Regions from separate parts of the Rattus norvegicus genome. Here region 1 is linked to region 2. Evidence: chromatin contacts called from public Hi-C data. All regions are on one chromosome and are shown on one strand. Each heading gives the region's core, a stretch centred on a gene start, on an enhancer-like site or on the middle of the called end of the contact. The rest is flanking DNA. Distances are from core to core; before and after follow the strand shown.

Region 1 (6,486 bases), core at 1,991-4,490, 61 kb before region 2:
CTTGTCTCCTGCAGAGAATCCTTAAATCATGGTGTCTATCCTCTCCTCCTTAGCTTCCAGAATATTTGCTGCATATGACCTTTTAAATGCCCCTTGGGCTTAGTGAATTCCTTCTTATAGGACCTAACATTCAAGAAAAACTCTAGAGTAAATAAATGTACTCTCTCCTCAAATTCGTAAGCAGGTATGATGAGCACTGAGAGGAGATAACCTGCCATCTAGAGAGCATTTTTCCTCAGCTTGTTCGTGTCGCAGTGACTGGAAAGTAGCAATGAAAGGGTGGGTCCCAGAGCACAAAGGGAGAGAGCAAAAGCAGGCAGGCCCCAGAGCACGAAGGGAGAGAGCAAAAGCAGGCAGGCGGGAAGAGGCTGGGAGGTGTGGACACAGAGGAGTCAGGAGCCAGCGGAGCCCTTATCTCCAAACTCCCACCCCAACAGGCTGATCCCTTGTTGCCACTAGCTACTGGCACCTGGAAACCCATGATGGAAGGTTCCTTTCTCTTTTCCTCACTGACTGACTCGGTCAAGTGCTGAGGATAGGAACCAGGCCTCTTGTGTGTTTAAGCGAGCCTTCTCCCACAGGGCCTGACAGCCAACACGGTGTCTACTGCAAGGCCACACACTACAGACATTGGGGAGGCCTGGGTTAGAGGAAGGGATGTGTGTGGAGAGAGCACTTTATACACGCGCAGTCTAGCTAAGGCTGACCCTGTTCCTGCCACCATAGCCCCCGCGTCAGACTTCACAGATGGGACATTCTTACCCCTTGAGAGCTACAAGACCACGCCAAGCATCTAGGAGGTTGCAGGCAGATGACGCCCTTCGGCATCGGCAGCATCCAGTGATGATTCCTTACTTGGAGACGAAGCTTTCCGTCCTGCTTCTCTCAGCAGCTTTGGAATCCCAGACTTCCTACCTTGAACTCAGAGCAATGTTGGCGTCACTTTCTCAGGTCGGAAGAAGACAATTCCAACTTTTGCCTGCAGAGGAGGCACAAGAAGCCACAGCCAGACTCCCCCTAGCTTCTCCACTTAGCTCTTATTCAACTGAAGGGCCCAGGAGCCAGGATGATGTAAGGCAGCTCTAGCTGGCAGAGCATGGATCCTCCCCTTCCCTGTGAACCTTTCTCTACTTCTTCCCACCTTCTTCCTTGGAAAACTATCTGTTCCTTGCTGTCTGTTTCTTGAGGTCCAGTTTGCACAGTCTCTTAAAAATGGCTGGTTCTTCAGGGAGCAATCTCCTTCCTGCCATAGAAGTTCAGAATACACATGCATACATCAGAGCCGGAGCCCTACTCTCCTCCTAGTGGAGGTGAGGGCTTACAGGGCTCTCACCATGGGAGCTGTAATCAGTGTGTCCCCTTTGCTCAGAGGGGGCCCTCAGAGTACTGGATGGGTCACAGCCACCTTTGAGTCTTTTAAATCTGCGTAACAATTTCCCAAATCCTGGTAAACCCCCAAGAAATGTAATGGGTGAAGATGCCAGTCTAGACGATTGCTGAATTCATTCTGGCATAAACAGAATTGAACTGGGAGACAGAAGAGACTCTGAGAAAAGGAGCACCTTTGAACAGCCAGAGTTGGCTGGAAGCCGTTTGTTACATTGACACCACCTTGAGTATTTTTTAGGGCTCCTGGGCCCTCCCCTGTCCCTTGTTGGCTAGATGCCCTCTGACCTGGGAGCAGGAAGCCTGCCTTAGCTCTCCATGCCTCAGCTGGGAATAGCTGGAGTCACAGCTGTGGTCCCATCTGTGCAACCACAGAGCTGTCTTCAGTTTGCTTTACTCTGAGGGGTTTGTTTGGAGACAGGGCCCTAGTGTCCTAAGTGCTGGGATGACAACAACCAAATACTATCAGGCTGGGTGAAAACCAGTGTTTTTAAGAAGAGTGTGATCGCACTGGCTGCTTTCAACAGCCTAGAACTCCGGCTCCAGGCAACCTAGTGCCCTCTTCTGGCCTGCCCTTCTCCCAGTAAGATATGACTTTTAACACACAAAACACACACACACACACACACACACACGCATGCACGCATGCATACACACACACAAAAAGAAACAAAAGCCAAAGACGATAAAACCACACACAAAGGACTACTCAGTGTGCCATGTGTCCTGAGATCCACACCAGGCTTGACACAGCAGGTCTCGGCCCCTCCGGTTCTAACCCCCATGAAGTGCTTGGTTCACCTGTACTTTCTCCCTGGTCCAAGTCTGAGCAACCCTGAGAGGGATTTGCCCAGTGCTCTGTGTTCTGTTCTTTTTTTTTTTTTTTTTTTTTTTTTGGTTTGTTGTCTTGTTTTTTTATTTCCCGGAACAAAAGGAAATTAAATAAGTAAAAGGACAAAGAGAAGTCATCAGTGTGTTGAATGTGGCTGTTTATATGTCCCTGACACTGCAGGGACCAGGGCTCTGGGTTTGAGATAATGAGCTATAAGGTGCTTGCTGCTCAGGCCTGGAAAACACAGGAATAGGACCTTCATCCTGTGGTCACTGGAGCAGCCAGACCTGCCAGGCGGTCTCAGGTGGCTGGCACCCCAGAGGTCTGCTCGAAGGTTGGTCAGCCTCAGCACAAAGATGCCGTGACCCTTTGGATCTTATGCTGGGGGGTCTCTCAGTCTCTCTCTGTGTCTCTCTCTCTGTCTCTGTCTCTCTCAGTCTCTCTCTCTGTGTCTGTGTCTCTGTCTCTGTGTCTCTGTCTGTCTCTGTCTCTGTCTCTCTCTCTCTCTCTCTCTCTGTGTGTGTGTGTGTGTGTGTGTGTGTGTGTGTGTTTCACACCCTGACCTAGTCTGGGATAGAGGATGAGGTCCTGTGGAATGTTCTTTCAGCTTCCTAAGTAATAAAGTGGAGGCGCCTTAACCTAATGTGTTGGAAGGGCGAAAGCAATGACCTCAGATTACCTGGAATACGGTCCTTGGGGAAACCCCTTGGGCCCTCCCTCTCTGGCTTCTGCTGGGAAACCCGTCACCAGATCTATAGAAGGGTGTGGCTGCAGCAAACACTAGTGCGGGGCAGCCCTGGGCACCAAACACATCAAGACCCCACGCCCTTCCTAGTTCTACTGGCTGTTTCGCAGGAGAAGGGTCTGTGAGAAAGCATTGTGACTGCAGCGCAGAGGCGGCGCTGCCCCCTCCCTGCCCCGCCTCTGCCTCTGTGACTGGTGGGCGGGGAAAGTGTGGATCTCCATGGAGATAGGATGGGGAGGCGGGGGATGGGCGCTCCCAACGCTTACCCAACGGCCAACTGCTGAGCTGAAAGGCAGTGGATCAGAAGATGCTGTCACCTCCAGTAGCAGGGCCAGCGGGGCCCTGAGAACCAGGGAGGCAGCTCTATCTTCCTAGGAGCTGGACCATCCTCCGTGGCCCAAGACCGCGTCAGCAACAAAGTCTTTCTTCATTCCTGTTAATGTAGCTGGACAACAGCCTTGTGGGTCGCCTGAGGCACTCTGGATCGGGCTGGCTACCCTGTACCCAGCACCAGGCCTGAGACCCTTCCTCCATCACTTAAGCAAATGAACATTTGCGAGCATGAGTGCCAGTTACACGGGACTTGGCTACAAAGACTGACTGATAGGACCAGAAGAGACTAGCTAGCACAGAACTTGAAGTGCCCAGGAGGAAAGACAGGAATGGCACTGGGTAACCCTGCTTCAGATGGGGTGTTTGGAGAGGGTCTTTCTGTGGAGGGGAACTGGGCACGAAGTGTTTGGGGACATTAGTGTAAAGCCGAAATCACAGAAGGGCCCCCAGGTAGAAAAGGGTGTTCAAGCCAGGCTGGACCTGACATGGCCCCAGGCTACTGGAGACACTGGATTCAGATGGGGCAGGATTAATGGAAGCTTCAAAATAAAATAACAAACCCCAGGTATTTAGTAATAGAAGACCAACCTGGATGGGCAAGGACAGAAACTCCTTAGATTAATGCTTCTGTGGACCTAGATTCCCAGGAATCTAATTATCCTTCCTTTTTGGGGTGCTTTTTTGGAATAGGGTCTCTGCATAGTCCTGGCTATCCTGGAACTCACTATATAGACCAGGATCTCTCTAACTCAGAGATCCTCCTGCCTCTGCCTCCTCAATGCTGAGACTAAAGGCATGTGTCCCAATTCTTGAAGTTTTATCGGGCAGGCTTACAAGTGTCCAAAGCCCTGGCCCATGGTGTCGATCCTTGCCTGGGCCCCCCAGTAATGAAAGGAACCACCACCCAGAACCCGAAGTCCCTGCCTTTCTGTGCCCTGATGCCCTTCTACCTTAGCTATGGGATAGGAACATTAAAAAGCGACAAAACCAAAATCACCTCTTTATTTAAGGCTAGGAGTGAGGAAGCAGGACTGACGGGTGTGTGTAACAGTGACAAGCATGTCCTGTACTGCCTAAAAGTCTGGGGAATCGCTACTCTCTGTGCGATTTCCCCCAGGGAAGAACTTTGACCCTGCTTCCAGATGAATAGCTAACGCTACTCTGAAACCACAGCCACGTGCACAGACAGACAGGGAACCTGCAGGCTCTTGGCTGGGCTGGGCCGTGCCCTGGTCTGGTCGGTCTCAGCTGGACTAAGGGACTAGGTTGCTCCACAGCCAACATGGTTCTGGCCAGTGTGGTTAGTTGGTGGCTGCTCTTCATGAAGGCCTTTCTTTTCCTGACTTTAAAACAGAATTCACTTAAATCTAATTTGAAAACTAAGTCTGCTAATTATGGTGCTGATAAAGAATGGTAAACTTTTTCTCTTTTTGGTGGCAGGATGGAACTTAGGCCTTCAGGACTACTAGGCAAGTGACCAGTGCTGAGTCCTCTCAGCCTCCTTTGAGGAAAGAGTATAAAATTCAGTTGTAGAGTAAAAAGTATAGCTAGGTTACAGAACTGAAAATTTCTTTGTCTAGGGCAGGGCCTAAAACTTCTTGGGGAGCGGGGGGGGCGCGGGGGGACACAGAGGAATTCAAACTTTTGAAAAATGAACATTTCTCACCAAATGTCGCTTATTCCTTCTGTAGCACGCACTGAGAAAAGGACAGAAACGGCCTTTTTGCTTCTCATGGGGGAAATGTCTCAAATACTTGCTGGGTTTTATTGGGGCAATGTCTACATAGGAGTTGACCTTAGAGAGAGAAGACCCAGAGTCTAGAATTATCAGAAAAATTAATTTGTTTCTTCTGTTATGTCAATAATGAGCATGGGGGTTTCAGCCTTATTAACGTTCACAGTGCAGGCAGCACAAAGAAGTTGGGGGCCAGGAAGCTGCTTAAGCAACAAATCGCAGTTACTCCCTTCCCCGGGGAGGCGTCTGAGGCTGGAGTCCATTTCTGGGGCTGCTGCCAGTGACACATATGCAGAGCTTCTTGGTACACCTGATGGTTGTCTTTGAGCAGAGTCCCAGGAGGCTGAGTGAACTCATTCTGCATTCCCTGCCCAACCTTGTGGCTTCTCATCCCTAATGATGTGACTGGCCAGGTGCCTCTGTGACCCCTGCTAGCTGGACAGTCACAAGGACGAGAGCAGGAGCTGGGAAGTGTGCTTGGACTATATTCCGGACACGCCTCCGGGGCCCACCTCAGCTTCTTCATGTAAGATAGAGGCTGGGACAAGGCACGGGTGTGTTAAGGGCCCTGCCGACCTTGTAAAGAACAAGGCCTCTTCCAAGGGCACGCCCAGCAGGTGTTAGATGATAGGCTGGGTTTTTTTGGGGTGGGGAGGGTGGGGAGGTATTAACTTTAATATATGTAAGTCCTAAGGTAGATTATCGTTTCTAGATTTCTATCACTCAGTGTTGTCAAAACCAAGTCTCTGACAAGGAGATTGATATTGTGATCAGTAAAAGGTAATTTAGTCTGAAAAGGGATCTGCTAAGGGATGGCCAAGGAGGGGTGTGGGGCCAGGAGACAGTAGAAGAGGTCAGCAGGGGCCAGGATCCAGGAACCTGTGTCTGTGTCTGTAATTGCAGTGATGGAGGGGCTCCGGCAGTTGCTGATTGGCTCCTGAGTTGGGAAGCTCAGGATCCCCAAAATCTGACAAAGAACCTCCTGTATTAAAAGGAAGTTCTATGCCCCTTACAGAGACACAGTGGCTTTGTACTAGGGTTTGAGGTGAGGTTCACACCTGCCCTGACTGGTGGCCTAGACCCCATGAAGCTCTTGGAGCTGGGTCCCCAGTGGAGAGGATGACATGGAAAGATTCAGACACCCAAAACCTATTCTTGGTTTTGAATCCCATCTCATTTATTCAACAAATATTTATTGAGGGCCTACTATGTGCCGGGCTATGTAGCAGTGAACTACAGGGTCTTTCTCTAATGACAGGATCCCAGAAAGTGGTGGGCATGTGAGAAGGCAGCTTAAATGGATCCAACAGTAAAGATTTGCTATCAGACACTAGCCAGTCTCTCCCAGATACCTGATGCTGCTCTCATCCCCTGCCAGGACCTGCCAGGAGGTTTTTGCCTCCTTCCCCTTACTCAAGTGAGATCGGTGACCCAGCAAGATGGGAGCCTAGCGGA
Region 2 (6,234 bases), core at 3,692-6,191:
AGTATGAAACTGAGTAGAGATATCAAGGCATGTGGCAGAACATAGATTAAAATAAAGGGGCGAATTAGTTTATAAGAGCTAGTTGGGAACGGAACAAGCTAAGGCCTAAAGCGTTCACAAGTAATATAAAAGGCTCCATGTCATTATGTGGGAGCTGGCAGGCCTAGAAAGCCACGTTACAGACCCTGCCTCAACAGCAGCAGCAACAAGAATGGAAACAGAGGCCATGTTCTTCACTGGCCTCTTTACATGGCTTGCTCAGTTTTGCTCTGTTTCCATGTAACCCAGGACCACCTGTCTAGGGGTGGTACCCATTGACCGAGGACCAGCGACCTGGGTCCTCTTTCCAATCATTGATCAAGAAAATGCCCTATACACAAACCCACAGGCTAATCTGATGGGAGTTTTTCCTCAACTAAGGTACCTTCTTTCCAGCTGATCCCAGCCCGTGTCAACTTGACAAAAAACTAATCAGCACAACTACCACAGACATCTATCCTTTGCCAGGTAAGAACTGCAAACATTCCCAGTAAAAACTGCCTCACTGAGCAGCACATTTAGTCCACAGTATATGAGAGGTAATTTTTTCGCCTTTAAAGTTTTGTTATTTATTTACATTTGGGGGGGGGGAGTATCTGATCAAGCCACTGCGGGCAAGACAACCTGCAATAGGAGCTGGAGCCCTCTTTCTACCACGTATGTGTCCTGGGGTCAGTGTCAGGCATTAGCCTTGGCAGCAGGCACTTTACCTAGAAAACCGTCTGCTCCCTCTACCCCCATCTTGAGATCGAGGTCTCACTGAATATCTCTGCTTGGTCTGGAACTCATTCTGTAGACCGAGTTGACCTTGAACTCATAGATCTGTTGGCCTCAGCCTCCCAAGTGCTGGGATTAAAAGTGTGTGCTACCACACTGGGTTAACTGTTTTCTTTTAAAAACTGTCTTTGTTACGTTCCAATTACTATGATAAGACATCGTGGCCCAAGCGACTTGAAGAGTGTTATTGGAACTTACAGTTTCAGAGGGTGAGTCTTAAACCATTACGGCAGGGAGCATGGCAGCAGGTAGGCAGGCAGGGTGATAGAGTAGTAGCTGTGAGATTGGTATATTTTGAGGCAGAATCACCAATCAGAGAGAATGAGAGAGGTAACTAGGAGTATCATGGGTTTTGAAAGCTATCTCCACAGCGACACACTTCCTCCAACAATGCAATACTTCCTAATCCTTCTCACACAGTTTCACCAACTGGGGACCAAGTATTATGAGCCTACGGGAGCCATTCTCATTCAAACCACCATAACCAATAAGTTTGCCCATTGCTAGTCTAGAACACAGCAATAAACAGAACAGGACCCAATATTAACAACTGGGACTATCCTGGCCGGGTGGTAGTGGTACACACCTGTAATTTGGGAGGTACAGGCAGACAGATCTCTCAGTTTGAGGACAGCCTGGGCTACACAGAGAAACCCTGTCTTGAGAAAACAAAACAAAAATAACGAACTGGAAATATGCTTTGGAATACGTTTCTCAGGTATCCTAACATGCTACTTACCTTGAACGACTGCTTCTCCATTATGGTATCACTACGGCAGTTGGAAGTGTTGAACTGCAGCTTGGAAGGATCACTTTCTTTGAACCAAGATGGGACTAAGCCCCATCGCATGGGAAAAATTATCCGATCTGATGAATCTGCATCCTGCCAGAGAAAAAAGATTAAAGTTTAGCACCTGGATTGGTGGTATACACTTGTAATCCTAGCACTCAAAAGGCTGAGGCAGGAGGATTCCTGCTACTTTAAGGCCAGTTTGGGCTATATAGAAAGTCCAGGCAAGCGTAGACTACATAGAGACATAGTGTTTAGGAACACTTACTGTTTTTGTAGAGGACCTGAGTTAGGTTCTTAGAACCTATGTTGATAGCTACAACCTAACTGTTCCCACTGGCATACACCCAAACAGGTGCATGAGCACACATATAAATTTAAAAATAAGAAAGGCTGAACAATACACAAAAATATAATTAAACAGGCTCAGATACAGCAGGAAGACCATAATTACTATATACAAAGAATACAAGGTTATTAAGAGGGAAAAAATTAGCTGGGCATGGTAGTATATGCTTTTAATTTTAAACCTAGCATCTATGAGGTGGGTGGGTCTCTGTGAATTCAAGGCCAGCCTGCCTCAAAAAAAAAAAGGGGGGGGGTAAGGATGCCGACCAAGAGTAGTGGGTAGAAAACATTCATAATCCCAATACTTGGGAGATGATACAGGTGTATTGTGAATTTCAGACTAACCTGATTTACTGTCTAAAGTAGGTCATAGGCCCAAGGAATGATACTATTAGTCGTCTTTTCTGATAAATGGATATGGTGTGAAGCTAAATATTTACAAGTATACCCAGAGTTCAGTGCTGCTCTCTGCCCTGGTCAGAGAAGTTCCTGAATGTAGAGGGTAAAGATTACTGCAGAGACTCACAGCTGGTCAAAGTACTGAGAAGAATGAGAAGAAGTGTTCAGCTCCAAATGGACACCTATATCATCCCTGTGAGGCACAGGGAGCATCATGGAAGACAGAATTAAAAAAAGGTAACCATTGGAAAAGGGAAGAAAGTAGTAGAAGGTTGAAGAGAGCAGCAGACGGGGCTGAGAAGTAATGGGTGTTGTTAGACTGATCACAGTACATTAGATCCATGCATGACATTGTCAACAATTAAATAAAAGGATATAAAAGTGGAAGACTAAGCTGGGCATAGTGTACAAGATCTACTCAAGAATGGGCACATCAACATTCAGCTCCCACCACAGGCAGAAGAGAGCTCACGAAACCCCAGCCCTCCCAGGCAAGCTGTAGGCAGGTAAGGTTGTGGGGGAAGCACCTCAATGGTGCCTTCTTTTGGCATCTACAGACACTGTACATGTGTACATGCGGTGCAGAGACATTCATTCAGGCAAAACACCTATGCGCATAAAGAGAAATAGAAAATATTTTTAAACTTCAGTGACATCTTGGTTGAGAAATCCTGTTCTTACTACTGGTCACTTTTGAGTGTTTTCATCCCTGCACGAAGCGTCCCCAAACTCGAGGACAATGCATACGAAGTGGCTGGGAAGCCAGGATACTGAAAGTATTGCTCAGTACGAGTCATCTTTTCCTCCACGGGGTCTGACTTTGCAATAGAACAGCTGGTGGCACTGTGGTAGATGGGGGGAAAAAAGAGGAAGTACTTTGCAAATCAGCGGTTTCAAATACAAATATTGCTATAATTACATGCTGGCAGTTGAACCACTGAAATGTTCCTAATTTTGTGTTAGAATTTGTAGGTTTGAAAAAATAAAGTATCAAATATTTACCGAATTAAGAAACCCTAGCAATCTAAACAAATCATATTACCGATGTGCAGTCAAACACTACATGGGCAAACCCAAATGACCCAAATGACCCAAAGGAGGGCTATGCTTGCTAGGGACTCCACCTTCCCATTCCCGCTCCCCAAGATCCATCCACTGAAATAGGGACCATGGTCTGTTCAATGGTTAAGGATACTTTTTGCGCTTGCAGAGGACCTGGGTTCAATTCCAAGCACTCACATTGTACCTTTGGTAACTTCAGTTCTAGAGGATCTGAAGCTCTGACTTCCAAGGGTACCAGGCAAATACCTGGTACACATACATACATCCATACATGCAGGTAAAACGTTAGTATACATAAAAATTGTTTAAATTTTTTACAAAAAAAAATAAAAAATATTTTGTGTGCTAGGACTGAACCCAAGACTGGGAGCATATGAAATATGTTCTATATCTCTGAGTATTATCACCAGCTCCAATCACACTAATTTTTCTTTACATTTATTCTGTGTTTGTGTCCACTATCTTGCGTGCATGACACAGAGTGGGTGTGGAATCTGAGGACAACTTGCAGGAGCTGGTTCTCTCCTACTTTGCAGGAAGTGTTCTTTCCCAGAGAGCCATGCTGCAAGCTCCACAATCAGTTTTTGTTCTGTTTTGTTTTTTGAGACACAGTTTTACTATACAGCCTTGACTGGCCTCCAACTCAGAGATCTGCCTTCCCCTGGCTAGGATTAAAGGTGTGTGCCACCCCACTTGGGTTTTTGTGAGATATATATATATATTATACACACACACACACACACACACACACACACACATATATATGAATGACACTGACATGTCAGTAATATTTGAAAGGTATCTTTAAAAAAAAAAAAAGATTCGGGGTTGGGGATTTAGCTCAGCAGTAGAGCGCTTGCCTAGCGAGCGCAAGGCCCTAGGTTCGGTCCCCAGCTCTGAAAAAAAGAAAAAAGAAAAAAAAAAAAAGATTCAAGCTTGTCAAGAGCATACACACCTGTGACACAGAGGTGTGTATGGAGACAGAGGCAGGTTTGCTGCAAATTTGAGTTCAGCTTGGCCTATATGGTGAGTTCCAGGACAGCTAGAGTTACATTCATAGTTAAGAGTCTATCTCAAAATATTTTTAAATGTATTCAAATATGAGATTCACATAGCTTGGGCATGCGTTGAAACAGTTTAATTGACCCTGAAGAATATGGACTCATTCCTTGCTGAGGCCCAGGGTGACTAGGGCCTTAATGTATCTGTAAGGGCTGCTTTCAAGGTCATTTCGGAGGCTGGGCAGACATCACAGGAATCAGGAGTCGATGCCATTAGGATGCTGGGCCAGAAGCTCATAGGATGCCGCCACACTCCTTACCTTTTCAAAGTGCAGTCTGGAGAGAAGCACTGGGCTGCTAGACTGCGGGCTCTTGTTGTAGGAGGGGCAGTACTTATCAGGGTCCCTCCACTGCGGGAGCTGACGCCTGCCCTGCCGATCCAGATAGGCACAGGCTCTAGTGAGAGCATCTCTAGGCAAGTGACAGGACGTTCGCCCGCACATACTTCAGCAATGCCTCTCAGACCTACAAAAAGTCACAAAACCGTAAGGTTTTACCGCCTAGGTCACAGCATCCTCCCTGAGAAGCCACATCTTCCACGGAGGCTCCATTAGGTCCTGGCCACTGCGGGGCCCACAGTCCAGAAGCAGGCCTTCATCAGGCGTTAGGCGAGAAGGCCGGTCCTCCGAGGTTGGCTTCGGTGGACTCAGCAGAGAAAGGTGAGAGCTCTCTGCGTTCACACCAACAACACTCGAGGATCGCGGAGACCGTACTACTGCCCTGCGTGGACGTGCTCTGCTCCGGGGCGGGGCCTGGTCGGCGCGGAGTCTCCCTCTAAGAACGTGGGCGGTCCTCTGCCCGCCGCGTCCCTCTCCTCAGCCCGCCTGTCCGCATCCCCCTCGGCGGGGCCCTCTCTTCAGCCCGCCCGTCTGCGTCCCCCTCCCCTGGGTCCTCTCTTCCGCCCGCTCCCTTCCCCCTCAGGGGAGCCGGATCCTCCGACGGCCCGGGTCCCCTTAGCGCAGCCCCCTTCTCCGCCCGTCCGCCCGCCCGCGTCCTCTGGGCGAGGCCCTCCCCACGCCCCTCGGCGAGCCGGTCCCCCAGGCGTCCGCGTCTCCTCACCACCAGATAGTCCAGTCCACTCTCCGCGCTCAAGCGTCGACCTAAAGAGCACTAGCCCCGCCCTTCGGTAATCCCGCCCCGCCCCCGACGTGACGTGACGCCATGGGGTTTCCTCCCCACAGGTGGGGGTGTGGCTAGGTGAGGAGCAAGCTGGAAACCAAGTTCCGTTGATTCACCACCTTAAAGCAAGACAAAATACACTCACCTGAGACAAGCACTCCAGGCCTCCTCCTCAGGCCAGTCTCTGAAACCAGGAAATGTGTAAGGCCACCAGAATTGAGACTTTCTAGCTATCCACCAAGAACCCTCTAAGGGTCAGGAAGCCCCACCTTGTTTCCTCTTTAACATCTGTGTGTGGGGTGTACATACACCCTTAAAGAAAACAAGAGCTGGCAGTAATCTTCACAAAAGGAGGTTGACACTCAGTTTTTTTAGTGAAGTTTATTTGAATGGAATGGCTTCCAGGCTATGACCAGGCCTGGGAGTAGAGTGGGGGGTATTAGGCAGAAAGAATACAATCATGAAGGTCTAAGCAGGATGTGGCCTTGAAGGACAGACAGGCTTTTTCCTGTAAAGAGGAACGAGGGAGAGAGGCCAGGCAAGAGCAGCTGTTCCAAACCCCAGGAGAGGGATGGAAGGTGGGGGGCAGAGAAATGTCTTTAGGGAGCAGCCTTCAGGTCACCTACCTGAGAAAACTCC

What was found. Hi-C and Micro-C count contacts between places; a contact is called where the count stands out from the background.
Region 1: a Hi-C map of frontal cortex shows a contact between it and region 2, with 2.0 times the contacts expected there. The contact joins the enhancer-like site here to the promoter of Hmces in region 2. A contact is called at or near these places in 2 of 12 Hi-C or Micro-C datasets (frontal cortex and liver) and 1 of 1 datasets of contacts at active chromatin or transcription factors (oligodendrocytes).

Annotation. Positions count from the first base shown.
Region 1 is chr4:122,008,390-122,014,875 of GRCr8, reverse strand. No RefSeq gene overlaps it. Among named protein-coding and RNA genes, the nearest start is that of H1f10, 13 kb to the right of the region's middle. Within about 2 kb of position 3,240, at least 64 of the 93 cell types and tissues checked have an H3K27ac peak or open chromatin away from gene starts, as enhancers often do.
Region 2 is chr4:121,949,547-121,955,780 of GRCr8, reverse strand. It overlaps Hmces (5-hydroxymethylcytosine binding, ES cell specific), which reads right to left and starts at 4,941. Exons shown (of 6, transcript NM_001025047.2): 1 at 4,737-4,941; 2 at 1,556-1,699. The coding sequence starts at 4,919. Copg1 (COPI coat complex subunit gamma 1) reads right to left here. Exons shown (of 24, transcript NM_001031822.4): 24 at 5,962-6,234.